3 separate regions of the Danio rerio genome follow, and regions 2 and 3 are each linked to region 1. Evidence: chromatin contacts called from public HiChIP or PLAC-seq and Micro-C data. All regions are on one chromosome and are shown on one strand. Each heading gives the region's core, a stretch centred on a gene start, on an enhancer-like site or on the middle of the called end of the contact. The rest is flanking DNA. Distances are from core to core; before and after follow the strand shown.

What was found. A called contact is a pair of places that touch in the nucleus more often than the background predicts. HiChIP or PLAC-seq counts read pairs in DNA pulled down with a chosen protein or histone mark.
Region 2: an H3K4me3 HiChIP or PLAC-seq map of embryo shows a contact between it and region 1, with 7 times the contacts expected there. The contact joins the enhancer-like site here to the promoter of onecut1 in region 1. A contact is called at or near these places in 5 of 18 Hi-C or Micro-C datasets (caudal fin, embryo, hematopoietic stem cells and 1 more) and 2 of 4 datasets of contacts at active chromatin or transcription factors (caudal fin and embryo).
Region 3: a Micro-C map of caudal fin shows a contact between it and region 1, with 14 times the contacts expected there. The contact joins the enhancer-like site here to the promoter of onecut1 in region 1. A contact is called at or near these places in 5 of 18 Hi-C or Micro-C datasets (caudal fin, embryo and hematopoietic stem cells) and 1 of 4 datasets of contacts at active chromatin or transcription factors (embryo).

The regions. Positions count from the first base shown.
Region 1 is chr18:41,667,170-41,671,183 of GRCz12tu, forward strand. It overlaps onecut1 (one cut homeobox 1), which reads left to right and starts at 2,010. Exons shown (of 2, transcript NM_200573.1): 1 at 2,010-3,340. The coding sequence starts at 2,248. LOC141378760 (a long non-coding RNA gene) reads left to right here. Exons shown (of 2, transcript XR_012394089.1): 2 at 658-1,494.
Region 2 is chr18:41,315,551-41,319,564 of GRCz12tu, forward strand. No RefSeq gene overlaps it. Among named protein-coding and RNA genes, the nearest start is that of alx4b, 70 kb to the left of the region's middle. Within about 2 kb of position 1,956, at least 6 of the 62 cell types and tissues checked have an H3K27ac peak or open chromatin away from gene starts, as enhancers often do.
Region 3 is chr18:41,353,702-41,357,715 of GRCz12tu, forward strand. The region is part of intron 1 of LOC141378759 (a long non-coding RNA gene); the gene reads left to right. Among named protein-coding and RNA genes, the nearest start is that of alx4b, 110 kb to the left of the region's middle. Within about 2 kb of position 1,975, at least 25 of the 62 cell types and tissues checked have an H3K27ac peak or open chromatin away from gene starts, as enhancers often do.

The sequences.
Region 1 (4,014 bases), core at 760-3,259:
GCGAATGAAAAATATCGACCACTATGAGAATGTGCGCAGATGTGGCTGGCTGCTAAATTTCGTGCTTGAATACGATCTTTTTCATCAAATTAATGGTCGATGGTGATAATGCAAAGTCTGTGACCACTGTATGGCTTGCCATTTTTGTTTATGTGAAAATAAAGGATGTCGTGAGCCTGACAGATTATTTCTCTGAAATTCTTAATGTGTAATTATATATTTTAGATTCAGATTTATTTTTGCATTAGTTTATTTGTTTTTATATTTTCAACTTAGTTTCATTTCACTTCTGAAAACTTTATGTTTTGCGTAGTTGTCAACATTTATTACGATAGTAATCATAAAATCAACATTTTATTAGTACATTAGCCTATTATTATTGATATAATTATTTAGAATTATGCGATACGTATTATTCATCTCTTGTTACATTAACCACTTGATGTCACATCTCCAGTCCTCAAATCCACAAATGATCCGTGTTGACTTCTAATTTGTTGCAATTTAACTTGATCATTTTTTTCTGTTCTTCTTAACTCGTTAATCCGAATGGCATTGTTCTTGACCCTGACAGATGCATGTGTGTTTTGTCACTAAGCAGGTCCCTAAGAAACAAGGAAAAGTCTGAAAAAGTTAATCTCTCTCCCTCCCCCGCAGCTGTTAGCTTCAGGAGTCTTGAAGCGTCACCTTTGACATGTCCCCTATATGCGCACGAGCGGGGGGCCCAGGGCTGGGGGCCCCAGGACTGACCACTGCAAGCTGTCACCCCACCCGGGCTTGGACGCTTTCGCCGAGGCTCCTAACTGTCCGGTTATCCCGTTCTCTCGCCTGACTGGTCATGAAACTGACTTTTTGGAGTCGATTTTAACTATAAACAATGTGAAGTCGTGCAAAGTGATATCTCTGTAATATGGGCGTGGGGGTGTTCAGGGGGGCTAATAACTGCCTAGCTCATTTTTGTTCACTTTAAAAACTTTTGCGTATAAATAATGTCAATTTATTAATTATTACATTTTAATCTCCCACCTATTTTAGCCTATACAAGCTACAGTAATTGTATGTACATTTATCTATTGGTTACCCGCATTTTATAAAGTCGCACTGTGGCACTTTTGTTTCTCAATGGAGTTCAATTGTATTCATGGAAACCTGTATATCCAAGAAAAACGAATGCATGTTTATCGCACTGATTTGCAGGATAATCGGGTTTTGCCTATTAATTTATGTGCAAAATGAAGTTCACCCATGAAACGTAATGTGCTGTGTCATTATACTGCCAGGCCACGGAAGCGGGACACACTCCTGATGGCTTGGTTCGTTACTCTTAATAGCACAACAATAGAAACATCTGTCCAGCCTTTCTCCGCCTATTACCAATAAGTCTGTCCTTGAACTCAAAAACACTCCAACTCTGCATGAGACGAGATGAATTACATTGAATAATGTGTATTTGTATGATTTTCTGAAAATAAAGAAAATGTTTAAATACCCTGTGCAGTTCGTCCTTCCTTATTTAGATTGGATGTGATGATGATAATGATGTATATTTAATTTTGTAGCTAAGCCTAGTATATCTGTAAATACATGTAAACAATTCAAAGAAATTTGAAGATTAAGGGATTTGATATGCATATTCATGCAAGTGAAGGCCCCCAGGTGAACCCGGAAGTGTGTTTTCTTTTTCCATTGAATTAAGGAGGTTCTTCCAAACTAATTACCTTTATACATGCATTATTCAGACGCACGATGCTTCATCTGATGTTTAATCAAAACATATGCAGCTTAACACTTCATTCCAATCCATTTCACATCTTTTATTATTTTCTAAGCATAACAGCTTGTGTAAGGTTGTTCATGCTATACATCCAAAAGGAGGCATTTTTATTTAATAGCAATGGGGTGCAACTTCCTTAATAAGTGACGTAAAAGGAGTTGGGATCAGCGCGCATGCGCGGGAAAGCAGAGCAGCAGCCGCAGCACGGATCAGTGCGCGAAACAACAGCAGACATGGCAAGAGATGGCGAGGGACGCGAGCACACCGACACCATGCACTGCTGAAGGGACGGGGGCCTTAACATTTAGAAAAAATATTAAAACTTTATAAAACATAGAAAAAAGGGAAAAAATAGAAAAGAAAGCAAAGAAAAATTACTCCATATAAGAACAGAACTTTTCCAATGAGAGCACTTCTGTGGACACTGCTCCGCTATATCAGATAGATGATTTGTCCACAAGCTTGCACGTATAATGAACGCCCAGCTGTCGATGGAGAACATTGGCGATCTGCACGGAGTGAGCCATGAACCGGTCCACAGCGCGGCGGATCTCATGACCGGAGACAGCGCTCATCACAGGAGTCATCGGAGCAGTCTGTCAGCCCATGCGCGCTCCATGGGCATGGCTTCAATCCTGGACAGCGGCGACTATCATCACCACCGGCCCCCGGAGCATCCCGGGCTCGCCACGCACCTGCACCCGGCCATGAGCATGGCATGCGAGGCTCCCCCCGGGATGAGCATGAGCAGCACCTATACCACCCTCACTCCGCTGCAGCCTTTACCGCCCATCTCCACCGTCTCCGACAAATTTCCGCACCACCATCATCATCACCACCACCACCATCACCACCCGCACCAAAGGATCCCGGGGAACGTCAGCGGGAGCTTCACCTTGATGAGGGACGATAGGGGTCTGGCTCCGATGAACAACCTCTACTCTCCCTACCACAAGGATGTTGCCAGTATGGGACAGAGCCTTTCGCCCTTGTCTGGATCCGGACTGAGCGGCATTCACAACTCGCAGCAGGGGCTGCCGCCGTACGCGCACCCCGGGGCCACCATGCCCGCCGAGAAGATGCTTACACCCAACGGATTCGAGGCACATCACCCCGCGATGTTGGCTCGACACGGGGAGCAGCACATGAGCGCGTCTTCGGCGAGCATGGTGCCGATCAACGGCATCCACCATCACCCGCACGCCCATCTCAACGCCCAGGGCCACGGACAGGTGCTGGGCTCCACTCGGGAGCAGAACCACTCCTCCGTTCCCGGATCGCAGCTCAACAACGGTAGCAGTTCGGGTCAGATGGAAGAGGTCAATACCAAAGAAGTGGCCCAAAGGATCACCACTGAACTCAAAAGATACAGCATTCCACAGGCCATCTTCGCCCAGAGGGTGCTGTGTCGCTCGCAAGGGACGCTTTCGGACCTGCTCCGGAACCCTAAGCCCTGGAGCAAGCTCAAGTCTGGTCGGGAAACCTTCCGTAGGATGTGGAAATGGTTGCAGGAGCCTGAGTTTCAGAGAATGTCCGCGCTCAGGCTCGCAGGTGAGAGAACAATAGGTAATACACACTTCTTCTCTTATCTTCAGTGTATCACCCTCATTTCATCACAACACTTCATATTAGTTTCCATTCAGCGTTCATGTTTTGTTTGCAGCGCTTTTTGGAGGTTGGATATTAAGCTTTTGTCAGGTTATGCGGTTTTATTTCGTGCATCATGTGTCACTTTTGATTTATATTGATGCATTCAAAATTGAGCTTGTGCTTCTCGATGTTAAATATTGACCACCTAGGTAAAGTGATCCCGTGTAATGAGTTTGTTTTGCTTTGCTTGTTTGTTTAGGCCTGTTTGGCCGAGTAACATGGAAGAGCCAACAGAAAATAGTTTGATGAGAAATGTGCGTCTGCAAGGCTCGGTGACTACAGTCCCATTGTCTCCACGTGAAAATGGATGCAGCGTCCCAGTGTCCACCTGTTTTTGCAACACGTTTATGACCTCCATATAAATTTTTATTTATAACAGTAATGCTTGAGGTCAAACACAGTTGCAAGTCTCTTGAGTATATTTTTGTTTTAAAAACGGTGTGCGAAAATACGTTACGCGCACTGCTGAGCCCGTCTTTGAATACGTGTCGCAGTGTGTGTTTGGGTTTGCAAGAAAAGGACAAGTCTTTCTTCTGTCTTGTCCTAGCTGGATCTCTTCATCTATTGTCCAGCTATAGTGACGTGGTCTC
Region 2 (4,014 bases), core at 706-3,205, 350 kb before region 1:
ATCATGTTTACTCTCGCTTTGTTTACATCCAAAGATACAAATTACTCTTATACTGAAATATTGCATAAAACATTTATGAATAAAGCAGCCTTTCCATCCAATGAGTCAAATGCTGCATCCCAATTCACCTAATGTATACTATTTACTGAAAATGCTAAGCTGAAGGAAAATTAATGAATGATTAAACAATTCTTGTGTCCTTATTTTCTGATTAAAAGTCAAAACATAAATAAATAGTTCTGCCATCGTAATGACCAAAATAAAGTATGCACATAAAGATGTGAGTCTACTCTCAGAAATAAAGGTACTATGCAGGAGCTGTCTCTGAGGCAGTGCCTTTTCAAAAGGTATATATTTGTACCTGAAGGGTCCATAATGCTAACTTAAAATGTACTTTTTAGGTACATTTGGGTACTATTATGTACCTTTGAGGTACCATTTTAGAGTCTTTGGGTTAAAATATGTATCTTTTGAAAAGTACTGCAGTGTGACAGCTACTGTACCTTTATTTCTAATAGTGTACAGTAGGTTTAAATGGTATTTATCCAAACGTATGTTTTTGCCGACATAATTATTTGTAAAATGTCTCGTAAATGGCCACATTGCTGTTGTACTTTGCTTAAGCCATGTGGACAGAAGCACATTGTTCTGAATTGATTCTTTCCTTTTTTGCTAGTGAAACAGTGCAAACAGAAAAGGCAGAGAAATATTTGCTTTGACAAATTGATGGTCATATAGTAATCTACATGCTATTTAATCACTGAGTAATCACTGATGGCAGATTCGGAATATTTGTTGTGTACAGTTTCTTTATGGAAGTAACTGCTTTAATCAGATTGATATCAAACATGAACAGTTAAAACATGACATTTACAACATCAGGCCATAAACCAGCTAAGACTGATCAATACGCGAGGATGATTTACTGATGTACACTACTGCATCAGGGCCACGAGGAGAGCAAACACTCACAATACTGCTTGCTCTGTATGTGTGTGCGTGTGCATGCGTGTGCAAATATTACAGCTAACAAATGTAAACCTCTAATTACATTTAACTTAATCCAAAGAAAGCACACTGTAATCGTTACACTAAGACTGACAATCACAAACCATGCTAAGCACTATTTCATACAACTACACCTACTACATCTACTTGATTTTTCATGACCGATATAGAATGGAATTTTTATTTTTTTACAAAGAATCTTATTATACTTTAATGTCGCATATATATATATATATATATATATATATATATATATATATATATATATATATATATATATATATATATATATATATATATATATATATATATCAAACAACGGCATAAATATTATATATCCAAGTTTTAGGAACAAGAAATAATATTATACAGAATATCACCACTAGTGGTGTTCCTGTGTGGAGTGGAGTTTGCATGTTCTCCCCTTGTTCATGAGGGTTTCCTCCAAGTTCTCTGGTTTCCCCCACATTCCAAAGACATGCACTATAAGTTAATTGAATAAGCTAAATTGGCCGTAGTGTATGTGTGTGAATGGGAGTGTATGTGTGTTGAGTGTATGTGTATTTGCTGGAAGTACATCCAGTACATCAAGTACATAGATTAATAAAGAGACTAAGCCAAAAAGAAAATGAATGAATAAAAATAGCTATTTTTTCATTGTCATTTCCATTTAAAAAAAAAAAATCAAAAAACTTGCTGGCTAAATAAAAGTAACTTTAAGTCAGAATTTGCCAGGGGTATGAATAATTTCAGGCTTGACTGTATATTTTTCAAGCTGTAGCTCTGAAAACCAGTGAAACACACCCTCTGATTTCTGAAAATGATGCAACTGGACTGTAAGATTTGCAACCCACCCAGAGCTGCAGCAGATGTCTGATGTTCTCCACTGTTCTGTCAGGTTTTGGCAGTGGGACGTCAGTTATCAGGACCACAGCAGTCAGTGTTTAAGCACAGATAAAGGGCTGCAAAGGCCTGACCACACTGACAGATCCATCCTTTTGCCATGGACACCCACACCCACTGTCCATTACTGGCTTTGCCTTTTTTACAGAAGTATTTATGTAAAATCTTGAATCTTAAGTTGAGGGATATTAATTACTTGATTATTCACAATTAATCAATTTCCAGAAATAGTTATCAGATCAATACAAGGTGAGTTTATGGGGAAAAGAGTTCATTGGAAATGGGTCAAAGACATTTTGATGACTGCATGCTTTAAAGTAATCATAAAAATATTAGCATGTACTTTAATGTTATGGTCAAATGGTTACATAAAATGATAGTATATTTTAAATGGGCAAAATGTGTGTGTGTGTGTGTGTGTGTGTGTGTGTGTGTGTGTGTGTGTGTGTGTGTGTGTGTGTGAGTGTCTGTATACTCCATTTTGAAAATGAATATTTTTTATCTATTTTTTTTGTCAGCAGAACTATTATTATTTTTAGCCCCGTTTGTTTTTTTCTGTCAAATTCTGTTTAACGAAGATACATTTTTTCCAACACATTTTTAAACATAATAGTTTTTATAACTTATTTATTTTACCTTTGCCATGATGACAGTAAATCATATTATACTAGATATTTTTCAAGACACTTCTATACATACATTCTATACATACATATATATATATATATATATATATATATATATATATATATATATATATATATATATATATATATATATATATATTTATATATATATATATATATATATATATATATATATATATATATATATATATATATATATATATATATACTGTATATATATGTTATTATTGAAAACAGCTTTTATTCTAGCCAAAATAAAACAAGCAAGACTTTTTTTTTCCTGTAGAAAAAAAAATATTATCAGATATACTGTGAAAATTTCCCTGTTCTGGTAAACATCATTTGGGAAATATTTTAAAAAATAAAAATAAAATTCAAAGGGGGGCTAATAATTCTGACTTTACAGTATATTTACAGCAGAATGTATTGAATGTAATGTGAATGTATTGAATACAACAGCAGAAACATCAGGGGTTAGTATTTGGTGTGAAATTTTAAGTGAGTAAAAAATTGCAACGTACTGTATATGATATCTAAAATAATAAATTACAGTTTTTTTTAATAAATGACAGCTGCTTACACGCGAAATCTTTTCATGTCATACAATTTTGAAACATCTCACTCAATATTCAAAACTACACAACAAATCTCCCAAAGCAGAAGCTATTTCTTAGCCTTGAACTTGGATTAAACTTTTTTTTTTTCAAAACTTTAAATACATTGCTCTACCTAAAACACAAAATTATAACTACTTGCTTTCCTTTTCCAAACACAATCAATCAAAATGCTACATTTATTCACAAGGTTGCACACACTGCTCAAATGTGGAAACACTAACTGATCACTAACCGCTTTACGGTAGTACAGGCCTACATAGGTTAAAGGTGACAGAAAACCGGGCTGTTCTGGTCCAAAAAAAACAACAAAAAAATGGTTTCCCATCCATCCACAATTTGTAGTTTTGACCTCTCCTACAGTATACTCACCTTTTCTAAATTCTAAAATTTAAATTCCTTTACAAAAAAATGAAAGAATTCTGTAAAGTATAATTTACTGTTTGTAAAGCTTCTCCAGTCAATGGATGCTAACTCCCCCATGTCATATCCAAACATTTATTACGACGTGTTTGCCAATTGATGCAAATGCTTTATTATGATGTATGGCATTTTGAATGCAGTGTTACATTTTGAAGGAGATGTGAGGCATTTAGTATTTTGAGTGTGCAGTTTTGAGAGTTGTGAGTAGAGTTTTTAAAAAAAGGTGACAGTTTTTAAAACGTGTGTAAAAAGTTAGAAAAAAAAAAACAAACTGTAGTATTAATGATTATATTTGTCTTGAACAACCATGAAATAGCCAAAACATATTATAACACAATAAATTACTTAAATCAAAAGATAAAAAATAGACTTAAAAATTTAAAATAATATTTATTAAAAAAACTAAATCATACATGGAA
Region 3 (4,014 bases), core at 725-3,224, 310 kb before region 1:
TTTCTTTCTTTCTTTCTTTCTTTCTTTCTTTCTTTCTTTCTTTCTTTCTTTTAAATAAAGGAGCTCTACATTTAATGACACACCGTATAACCTACACCTAAATTTACCTTAAATAATAATAATAATAATAATAATAATAATAATAATAATAATAATAATAATAATAATAATAATAATAATAAATTAGGGGCGACGCAGTGGCGCAGTAGGTAGTGCTGTCGCCTCACTGCAAGAAAGTCGCTGGGTCGCTGTTTCGAGCCTCGGCTCAGTTGACGTTTCTGTGTGGAGTTTGCATGTTCTCCCTGCGTTCGCGTGGGTTTACTCCGGGTGCTCCTGGTTCCCACACAGACCAAAGACATGCGGTACAGGTGAATTGGATAGGCTAAATTGTCCGTAGTGTATGAGTGTGTGTGTGTGTGTGTGAATGCGTGTGTGGATGTTTCTCAGAGATGGGTTGCGGCTGGAAGTTAAAACTTGCTGGATAAGTTGGCGGTTCATTCCGCTGTGGCGACCCCGGATTAATAAAGGGACTAAGCCGACAAGAAAATGAATGAATGATAATAAATTATAATAATGTTACCTTCTGAAAACTTCCTGGTGCTAAACAAGTTAAAAGCAATGTGAAAGCTTTTTTTTGTATATGTTGTCCATTGAGACAATCCCCTTTTCTTTCATGTGTTCAAAATGAAAAACTTCCATTTTCGTTTTTGTCTGTTACTGCAGTGAGCTCATTTTCTCAATGAGTGTGAATCAGCATGATTACACTTATTTTAATTCAGCAAACAATGTTTAAAAGCACATTAATTAAGCTAAAAAGTTTTATACATTTTTAAAAAAGCAACTTAAATACTATTGCTTATTTTTCAGGAATGTGTTACTTTACTCTTTAATTATAAATGTAATATTATGTAACTTGTGTTACTTGTAATGCGTTACTCCTAACACTAGTCAGATGACACTGACAATATATGAAATGTAGTGCATTCTGACTAGATTAACTTCACACATTCATACTACAACAATTACAAAGTAATTACTCTGAAAAATAAAAGTTGTTTATTGGCATTGATGCTTCCATAAAGAACCTTTAACATCAATGGGAACTTTTTATTCCACAAAAGCTCCATTATAGTAAGAAAATGGTTCTTTAAATTACTATAATGTTATTAACACTAAGAAAATGGCTCTTTTAATGGGGAAAGGAACTTTTTAGAAGTGTACTTTGAAGAGTGAAGCAGTAAAACCTAATTGAGTCCTAACCTAAACTAAGTCCTAATTGAAATTGAAAGGATATATAGTACTGATTAAAATAGTATGCAATTTTATATTTTTTATTGCTGTTCCATTTCATGTCTTGCACAAACTGCATATTTCTTTACAACAGTAATACATACACTCTTAAAACTTTATATCTTAAAGCCTTTACATTGCACAAAAGCTTATGTATGGCAGAAAAAAAAATGTTATTCAAACGAGCAATAAAAAGGCTTCACATAGAACAAAATCAATAAAATATTCTTGGTGTTGCTGAAAACACCCTTTTAGAAACTATTTTTTTAAAAGTGTAGTACACTGCTAGGCGCACCTTGTGTTCTGCTCATGACATCTACTGTAAATGGGGTTATTAATGTGTCCTGAACAGGTGTTTCTCTTCATAGTCGTTATTATGAATTCCAGCTCTACTAGAATGCTGTATTGACCAATCGCCAACCAACAAGGCAACATGTTTTATAATCTGTATTCAAACACGAGATAGACATCTGTGAGTGCAAAGTCACAATAACGTTTGCTTTGATCTGTAAAGTGACTAAAGGCCGAATAAAGCCACATTCTCTCTCTTCATCAAGCAGGAAGGGAAGCAAGATTAACTGAACTTCCGCTGCGCCCTTTGTGAGGACAGAAGCTCCAGCATTGTCCGGCTGCGGGACGAAGCGATAGGGGGATGAAAGGAAGCAGGCCCGTGGTGGACGAGAGGGGCCTAATGAAGGGAGATTAGGAAACAGTGATTTGGCTCTCTGGCGGACGCCAGCTATTATGTTCTATTGTGCTGGAGCAGCACGAGCCGAAAGCTCTCATAGAGAAGGAGAACATGAACTGCTTGTGGTGCAGTGTTAAGGGGCGGCCGGCCCCCACCCACAACACCCCCACGCTCGTGCCCCACCGGCCTGCTCGCTATTCAACAGTTGCCATTTGACTCTGACAAGATTTACATGGGAGCAGCTGCCACTAACCCCATTGTGTCCCGGCACGGGCTGGGGCGACCAGGCGCTGTGGCCCGTGGTGGGTCGGGGAGGGAGGGTTTGGGCTGCGAGTGTCTGAATGTGGGTCAGTGTGGGTGCAGGTGCCAGGAGTGTGTCGGCTCTTTGTAACTGTGTTAACTGTGTCTGACAGAGAGCCACATGGCGGCTTACAACGGTTGACTAGAGAATCTCTATATGAGCGCTGCAAATGACTGGATACGTTTAAAGCTGCTGTCTAATTGCTGTGGTGTCCCCAAATGGAAATGCTCAAGTATCTTATCTCTAGGATAAATATTTGCCAAATGTTTTAAGGGAGGAATTGCTGTGCTGTTTTTGATCTTTCCCTCCACATCTTTCATATTATTTAATTAAATTTATAATATCACTTATAAAGGGGATAAATAATATGCTTATGCATCTACATTATATTATGTATAAGATGTATATGCTAAAAACACATTACATAAAGGATTAACAAATGTGATATTATAAACACAATGCCAGTTTTTTTCCCTCATATTTATATTTATATTTGATTAAACCCTTTATAAAGCTTTTGATGGCCCCCTCTACACTGTAAAAATGGTTCCGCACTATTCCTTCTTATTGTCCCTATGTTATGATTATAACTCAATTGTTTTTTTAAATAATTAAGTTGATTGAACATAAAACAGTGAAGTTGTGCCAAAAAATTCTTAAGAATTGTGTTTATTTAGCTCATTTTAAATAAGCAGTTTGAACATGCCGTAAAAATCTTTTTTGAGTGTAGACTGTAAAAAAATGCTGGGTTCCACGCAATTCCTTCATGTTCAGCAGTAATACATACACTCTTGAAACTTTATACATTCTTAAAGCCTTTAGATTGCACAAAAGCTTATGTATGGCGGAAAAAAATGTTATTCAAATGATAAATAAAAAGGCTTCACATAGAACAAAATCAATAAAATATTCTTGGTGTTGCTGAAAACACCCTTTTAGAAACTATTAAAAAAAAAAGTGTATTACACTGATATGCGCACTTTGTGTTCTGCTCATGACATCTACTGTAAATGGTGTTATTAATGGGTCCTGAACAGGTGTTTCTCTTCATATTATTATAACTTGATTATTTTTTAAATGATTTAAAAAGTTGATTGAACATAAAACAGTTAAGTTGTGCCAAAAAATCCTCAAGAATTGTGTTTATTCAGCTCATTTTAAATAAGTAGTTTGAACATGCCGTAAAAATCTTTTTTGAGTGTAGACGGTAAAAACAATGCTGAGTTCCACGCAATTCCTTCATGTTGTCCCAACACATATTACTTATGGATTATGGATTACTTTCCATACCACATGTGAAGTCACATGACTCCGCTCTGGCAGTTTTATACTTCTGCATTGAGCGCACGCATATGGTCTGGCACAGCTTTTACGCAGTTACATACCCTAATACACTATAAGTACCCCATACCTTCTACTTTTGATATGAAAAACAATTAAAATAATTTATTTCCTTTCCAAAAGTGCAAGATATTTATTTTCATGTTTTTATAAGAAAAAAAGTGACTGCTCGTTTTAGGCAATGGGTGTTCATTTGTTCAATGTTGATGTTTTATAAATAATCATAGATATTACATAGTGTGTGTTTCTTTCAATTATTTTAAAATCAAGCAATGCATCCTTCATACAAAAATTTCTCACCTGTAATATGTGCGCATATTTACTGTACAAAACTTGTCAATGGACTATGAGGGCAAAAAAAAAAAAAAAGTTCATTAATCCTAATCAAGTTAAA